Regions from separate parts of the Capra hircus genome. Here region 2 is linked to region 1. The links are chromatin contacts, called in public Hi-C maps. All regions are on one chromosome and are shown on one strand. Each heading gives the region's core, a stretch centred on a gene start, on an enhancer-like site or on the middle of the called end of the contact. The rest is flanking DNA. Distances are from core to core; before and after follow the strand shown. Region 1 overlaps ADAMTS2 (A disintegrin and metalloproteinase with thrombospondin motifs 2). Region 2 has its middle 42 kb from the start of RUFY1.

What was found. Hi-C and Micro-C count contacts between places; a contact is called where the count stands out from the background.
Region 2: a Hi-C map of blood shows a contact between it and region 1, with 8 times the contacts expected there. The contact joins two enhancer-like sites. A contact is called at or near these places in 2 of 5 Hi-C or Micro-C datasets (both in blood).

What each region holds. Positions count from the first base shown.
Region 1 is chr7:106,593,963-106,597,038 of ARS1.2, reverse strand. The region is part of intron 5 of ADAMTS2 (A disintegrin and metalloproteinase with thrombospondin motifs 2); the gene reads left to right. Among named protein-coding and RNA genes, the nearest start is that of ZNF354C, 160 kb to the right of the region's middle. Within about 2 kb of position 1,333, at least 1 of the 5 cell types and tissues checked has an H3K27ac peak or open chromatin away from gene starts, as enhancers often do.
Region 2 is chr7:106,992,121-106,995,122 of ARS1.2, reverse strand. No RefSeq gene overlaps it. Among named protein-coding and RNA genes, the nearest start is that of RUFY1, 42 kb to the left of the region's middle. Within about 2 kb of position 1,607, at least 1 of the 5 cell types and tissues checked has an H3K27ac peak or open chromatin away from gene starts, as enhancers often do.

The DNA of each region.
Region 1 (3,076 bases), core at 84-2,583:
CAGTGAGAGGGAGACCCAGACTGGGGGCAGAAAGTGGCCTGGGTATTCAGATTCTGCTATTCATTCCAAGCTGTGATGGAAGCAGACCAGCTTCCCTGCCCTCTGCTCACCTTGCACCTGTCCCCCGGCCCCACCGAGGCCCCGCTGGGGATAAAATCGGGTGTGCTTGTGCAAAGGACATGTTTGTCTTCCAGCTTATGAGGAGCCTCTGAGTTGTCTCAAGTTTTTCCTAAAACAACATTTTTCTCCATTTCTTAAAAAAAAAAAAAAAAACTCAGCAGAAGAAAAGAGATTATCTCATTTTATACAATATGCCATCAGCCAGGGAGCAGAACACCAGCAAGGCTTGAGGGTTGCATAGCAACTGGCTTTTCAATTGATTTTTTTGAGAAGGAACCAAAGCTACTGAACTGTTCTCATTTTAAATATTTCCTAAGATGATGAAAATCAAAGCAAATGGAAATCAGAGACTTGGGGACAATCAGAGAACAGAAGGTATCTTGTTGTGAAAGACCAGGTCAAGACAAAGTATGGAACGCTCCTAGGAATTTTTCAGCATTAGAACAGAAGGGTCGGAGAAATTCTGACTGTGAGTCTCTCAGGGGAAGGCAAGAGAAGAAAGTGCTGGGGCAGGTCTCAGTGTTCAAGGGGCTGGTGCCACCACCCTCTTCCTGCATATGCCGACCTGATATGGACCTCTGCCTCCCTGACTGTGTGGGGGCTGTGTAGGGGATTCAGACATCCCAGGGACAGCCCCCTGTTTCCTCAGGGTGAGGACACCCCCAACCCCCAACCATTTGGCGCCAGGCCTGGTGCCCAGCCCCTGGCCATTATGGCCCACCTCCTGAGCCAGAGTCTCCAGGGTCCAGAGAAGAACAGGAAGCATTGGAGACAGATGTGCCCTACAGGCTTGAGCTGGGAAGGTTCATTTGAAGAGTCTTGAGCTGGCAGCTTGGCTTTCTCTGGGAATAGATTCCCAGCCTCTGGGAGGATGTCTGGAATGTGCCTTGATGATCCGGGAGTCCTGGCCCTCACTGGTGTTGGGAGTGTGGATGCCTGTGGTGAGGTTTGAGCTCTAGGTACTCCCTGGCACCCCAGAGCAGCCTGGAGAAGACCCTCAGCTTGGTGCTGATTCTGGCCCCTGTCGGTCCTTGTGAGTCATTTACCATCGTTGAGCCTTAGGGTCCTCTGTAAGGTGAGCGCGCACCAGCGATGGCAGCAGGGGGCGAGGCTTCCTGCAAGTCTCAGCCTGCAGCGCCCTCTTTGGGTCGGGTCCTGTCTGCAGCCCCTTGTGTGACTTCACTCACCTCACCCTACCCTCACAGCAGCTCTCTGGGGCTCTTACCTCAGCCCCCCTCCACCCGACCCCCCTACCCCCACCCTACCCCCCCTACCCCCACCCTACCCCCCCCACCCCGCCCCGCCGCCCCGCCGACAGGACTGGTGAGGACTGCCGAAGTCACACAACGGAGAGCAAGCGGCTTTGCTCAGGGAGGCTGGGTTGGGCTGTTTTTCCACAGGGCTCCTTGGGTTTGCTCCCCTTGGGGGTTTCCCATGGCAGGGTTCCCCCCTCAGAGGGCGAGTTTGCAGCTCCCCACCTTGGGGATGCTCATGGCATCCAGCAGGAAGAAGTCGGGATGCTCCTCAGCATCGTTCAGCACGCAGACTGACCTGCACCGCAGAGAATTTCCTGCCTTGCATTTTAGCAGTGTGGACGTTGAGAAGGGAGCTCTGCTTTCTTGAACCCAGCAGATCTGGACTCTGCTCTGTGCACGCGGTCCTGTGCTTCTTTGGGAGGGCGAGTTTGCGGGGTGGCGGGGGGGACCCTCTGGGGTCAGAGCAGTTGAGAAGCTTTCGGTTGGCTCCCGCTGGGTGGCAATATTGAAGATGCTGATCGCCGTGGCCGGAAGCGCCTGAGCTCCCAGCTGTACGCTGCGGTTGGGGAGGGGGCGCCCGGGACCGTGGAGCAGGGAACATGTCCAGGGGCACAGGGCCGATGACAGCGAAGCAGGCTTCCGCCCCCAGGGCGCGGAGCTGCCTGGGGAGCCGCACCATCACTCGCAGGTGCCTTGGTGTGTGGGATTGGTGATCTGAGGGATCCCCTGACACATCCTGGAACCTGCGGAGCCTCCGCGCTGCTGGCCCCACATTGCTCCTGTCTCCTTGACTAAAGGAGGTAAGAGCGTAAATAATTCAGCTCATTCTAGAGCAAACAATGGAGATGTCAGAGAGCAGAGATTGGGACAGAACTTTCTGCAGAAGTCTTAATTGATTTGTTTAATGTGGGACCCCAGAGGCTGGCTGGGGCCTTCCGTTTGAGCCGGTGGCCGGCGTCTCAGGAGCAGCAGCCCTTTGATCCTGGCGCACGAGGCTCCCTCTGCTGTTCCTGCGGCAGCGGCGCCACCTGGTGGCCACCTCGGCTCTCGCCCTTCCTTTCCTGTCCTGCCTGCGGAGGGGTGATGAGGCCCCACACACAGAACGCCTTCAGAGGTGGCGTGGCTTCCAGACGCCCCTCCGAGGCATTTTATTTGTATGTATTGCAGCCCTAGAGAAAGAATCCAAAGATTTTTTTCCTCCTGTGTGCTTTCGTCTCGCTCCTTCGTGGTCTTTGATGCCCGCGGAGGTTGTCAGGACAGTGGAACCAAGCTGACGGGGTGGGAGCAGGTTATTCTGCCGTTTTTCTAGACCCTTGAGGTGCGCATCCAATCTGAGGCTGACTGCTCCACACTTATTCAGCCTGCCCGTGAAGCTCACAGCTTTCCCAGCTCTGTGATCCTCGGTGATGTCAAGTTCGCCAAAGTGACCATCCTTCATCATCACAGTTAGAAGCCCGTCAATGACTTTGGAGCATGGCCTAATGGGCACCTGGCGTTTGCCCCTCTCTTCAGCACTGTTAATATTCTTCAGCGCATCAGCCCGGACAGCCACACCCACTACTGTGGCGGCACGGAAAGACTGCGGGATCGCCATTGCTTCTGAAAGAAAGACAGACACGTCTCTTGTCCTTGCTTGGATAGGACTACAGCCCATACGTGGCAAAGACATGGGATGGAGGGCTGTGAGTGTGATTCAGGCG
Region 2 (3,002 bases), core at 358-2,857, 400 kb before region 1:
TGGCAGAGTGACACTTTTATTTGGGCATTTTTACTTGTCTATATAGTAGTTCCCAAGTGCAGCCAAGACTATCTTCATAATAATACTAAGATGTCATTTGCCTTTTTAAAACTCTTTCTCCCAGGTGTATACAGTGGAGTTTTCAGGAGACTACAGGATGTGTGACATGGCAACAGACTGAAGGCTGAAGTAGATCTGAGAATCCAGCTGTCATCTGCAAAGCCAGACCTTAAAGAGATTTGTAAACGTAAGACAATACCACTACATTTTTAGAAGATACAGTTAATTTTCAAAAAACGTATTTTATATTAACATGCACTAAGTTCATTAACGCTATTTTAAAATAAATAAATATCTCAAGATCTCCTCAGTTTCACCATCTAATACAGTTAAAATTGATAGATACAAACTCACATAACAAAAGTTATTTTGGGGGTCTGCAATATAGTTTTTTAAGAGGATCCTGAGGCAAAAACATTTGAAATCACTATTTCATATGTAATCACATATCCACAGATACATTTCAAAGTTTTTCTTTTTTTTTTAAGTCTTTATTGAATTTGTTACAACATTGATTCTCTTTTATGTCATGGTTTTTTGGCCTAGAGGTATGGGGGATCTTAGCTCTTTCACCAGGGATTGAACCCACACTCCCTGCATTGGAAGGCAAAGTTCCAACCACTGCACCACCAGGGAAGTCACCAGGATTTTCTTTTATTATAAATTTGAAAAGAACCAAAACATTACAGAGAAGAGGAAAATCACTTTTAAAAGTACATATTTCATTTTTTATTACCAATAAAAAATAAATTCCATAAATATGTATGGTATGGGTGTCCTCAGTCATGTCCGACTCTGCAGCCTCATGGCCCGCAGCCCGCCGGGTCCTCTGCCCATGGGATTTCCCAGGCAAGAGCAGTGGAACAACTTGCCATTTCCTCCTTCAGGGAATCTTCCTGACCCAGGGGTTGAACTCATGTCTCCAGGGTCTCCTGCACTGCAGACGGATTCTTTACTGCTGAGCCACTGGTGAAATCCCTAAATTCCATACATTGTTTCGCAAATGTTATTCACTGTTTTGTGACAAAAGAGTCACACTCATGACAGTGCCAAAGTAAATCACAAAATTATACAAATTAAGGTCTTATGCAAGACAAATATGAGTTGTCTGCTATGCTGGCTGTGTCTTGCCTTTGCATTTGGAGGCCCCTTGGGAAAGTCTGCTCATGGGCAGACACAGGGGGTGGGCTGGCTCCAGGTCATGGCCAAGAGACCAGCGACGATCGCTGTTGATGTCTTGCCATGTTGTGTCCCAGTGTTTCTGCACGTTCTTCTGCGCAGTTGAGGTGTTCTGAGTATAAACTCAGAGTCCCGGGTTGTGTCAGCCGAGTCCTGTTTTGCTGACATTGCCGTGTGTATGTGGCAGCTCGGAGCCTTCATTTGCTCACGCTGCCACCCGGGGCCCAGGTGGGCCCTGCCCCTCAGCGTCTTTATGAGTCTTACTTGAGTGACCCAGCTGCCTCTAAGGTGTCACCTGTGGATTACGGCTAAGGTGTGTCCCCAAGTGTTTCTGCCTTCGAACAGCAGCCCGTGGCCCTCCCCGCGGGGCCCTCTTGGCCTCTGGGCCATGGCGGCCGTCTCCTATCCTGTGCGGGGCCGTGGCCTGCGGTGCCCTGGTCCTGCTCCTCTGGCCTTTGCTCGCTCTGCCCTCTCAGGTGAGGGCCACCGGCGTGACCTGCTGCTCCGCTGACGCTGTTTTCAGACCCTGTATGGGCCCCAGTGTGTCCACTTCGTTAGTACCTGTAGTAGGGCCAGCTCCCAGGAGCTCCCCATGCATCTCCCTCCTCTGACAGAGATGAGAAGAGCCTGCACCGGCCACGTTCCCCTCTCACACGGGAAGGCCTGCTGGACTACAGACTTACATAAGTCTCTTGGCGAGCCAAGGTGGGAAGGGGGTTCACTGAACAGAGCAGCCTGTGAAGCAGGCTCTCCCCTGCCTCCCCAGGGCCATGGGACTCCAGGCAGGACTCCCCCGGAGGGTTCAGCCATGCCCTATTTTCCGTCTGCTCACCCGCCTTCTTCAGCCTCCTTTCCATGCAGCAGATACACTTCACTGCAACTGCCAGCCCAGTTGAACTTCTTTCCCAAGATTCGACTGGGCCCTCAGAAATATCTAGAGGTGTGCCCAGACCCCAAGCCCATGAAAAGTGTTCCAGAGTCTTCATGAGAGTGCCAAGCTTTGTCTACCTGGAGCCTGCTGAGTGTTGGGGGCTGTCCAAGTCCACAGATGGGCCTTTCTGTCCCTCAGCTTCAGCCGGATATCATCTCCAACTCCACACACATACATTTTAAAACTGAGGTATAGTTCAGTCAAATGCACACACCTTAAGTATATTTAGATCAATGACTTTTTTTTTAAACAAATATTTGCATATCTGTGTGGCCAACACCCCAGTCAACTTAGAGAACATTGTTATCACCTTAGAAAAAATCCTGCCTGTTTCTGTCCCCTCTATCTCCCTCCTGCCCCCATCTTGCTCCCCAAGCAAACACTGTTTTGATTTCTATTCCAAAAGATTAGCCTTTTTTTTTTTGTAGTTTTGAACTCCATATTAACAGATCATAAAGTACGCACTCCTTTGGATCGCATTTAGCTCAAAGCACACTTTTTAAGGGTATTCTGTTTTTGCTTGTATTAGTAGACCATTCCTTTTGGAAACTGTCAAGTAGTGTCCCGCTGTGTTGTTGTCACTGTTGTCTAGTTGCTCAGTTGTGTCCGGCTCTTTTGCAACCCCGTGGACTGTAGCCCGCCAGGCTCTTCTGTCAGTGGAATTTTCCGGGCAAGCCTACTGGAGTGGGTCGCCATTTCCTTGTTCAGGGGAATCTTCCAACCCAGGGACTGAACCTGCGTCTCTTGCGTCTCCTGCACTGGCTGGCAGGTTCTTTACCACTGAGCCACCGGGGAAACCCATACCACAATTTACTTATTCATTTTCTTGTCG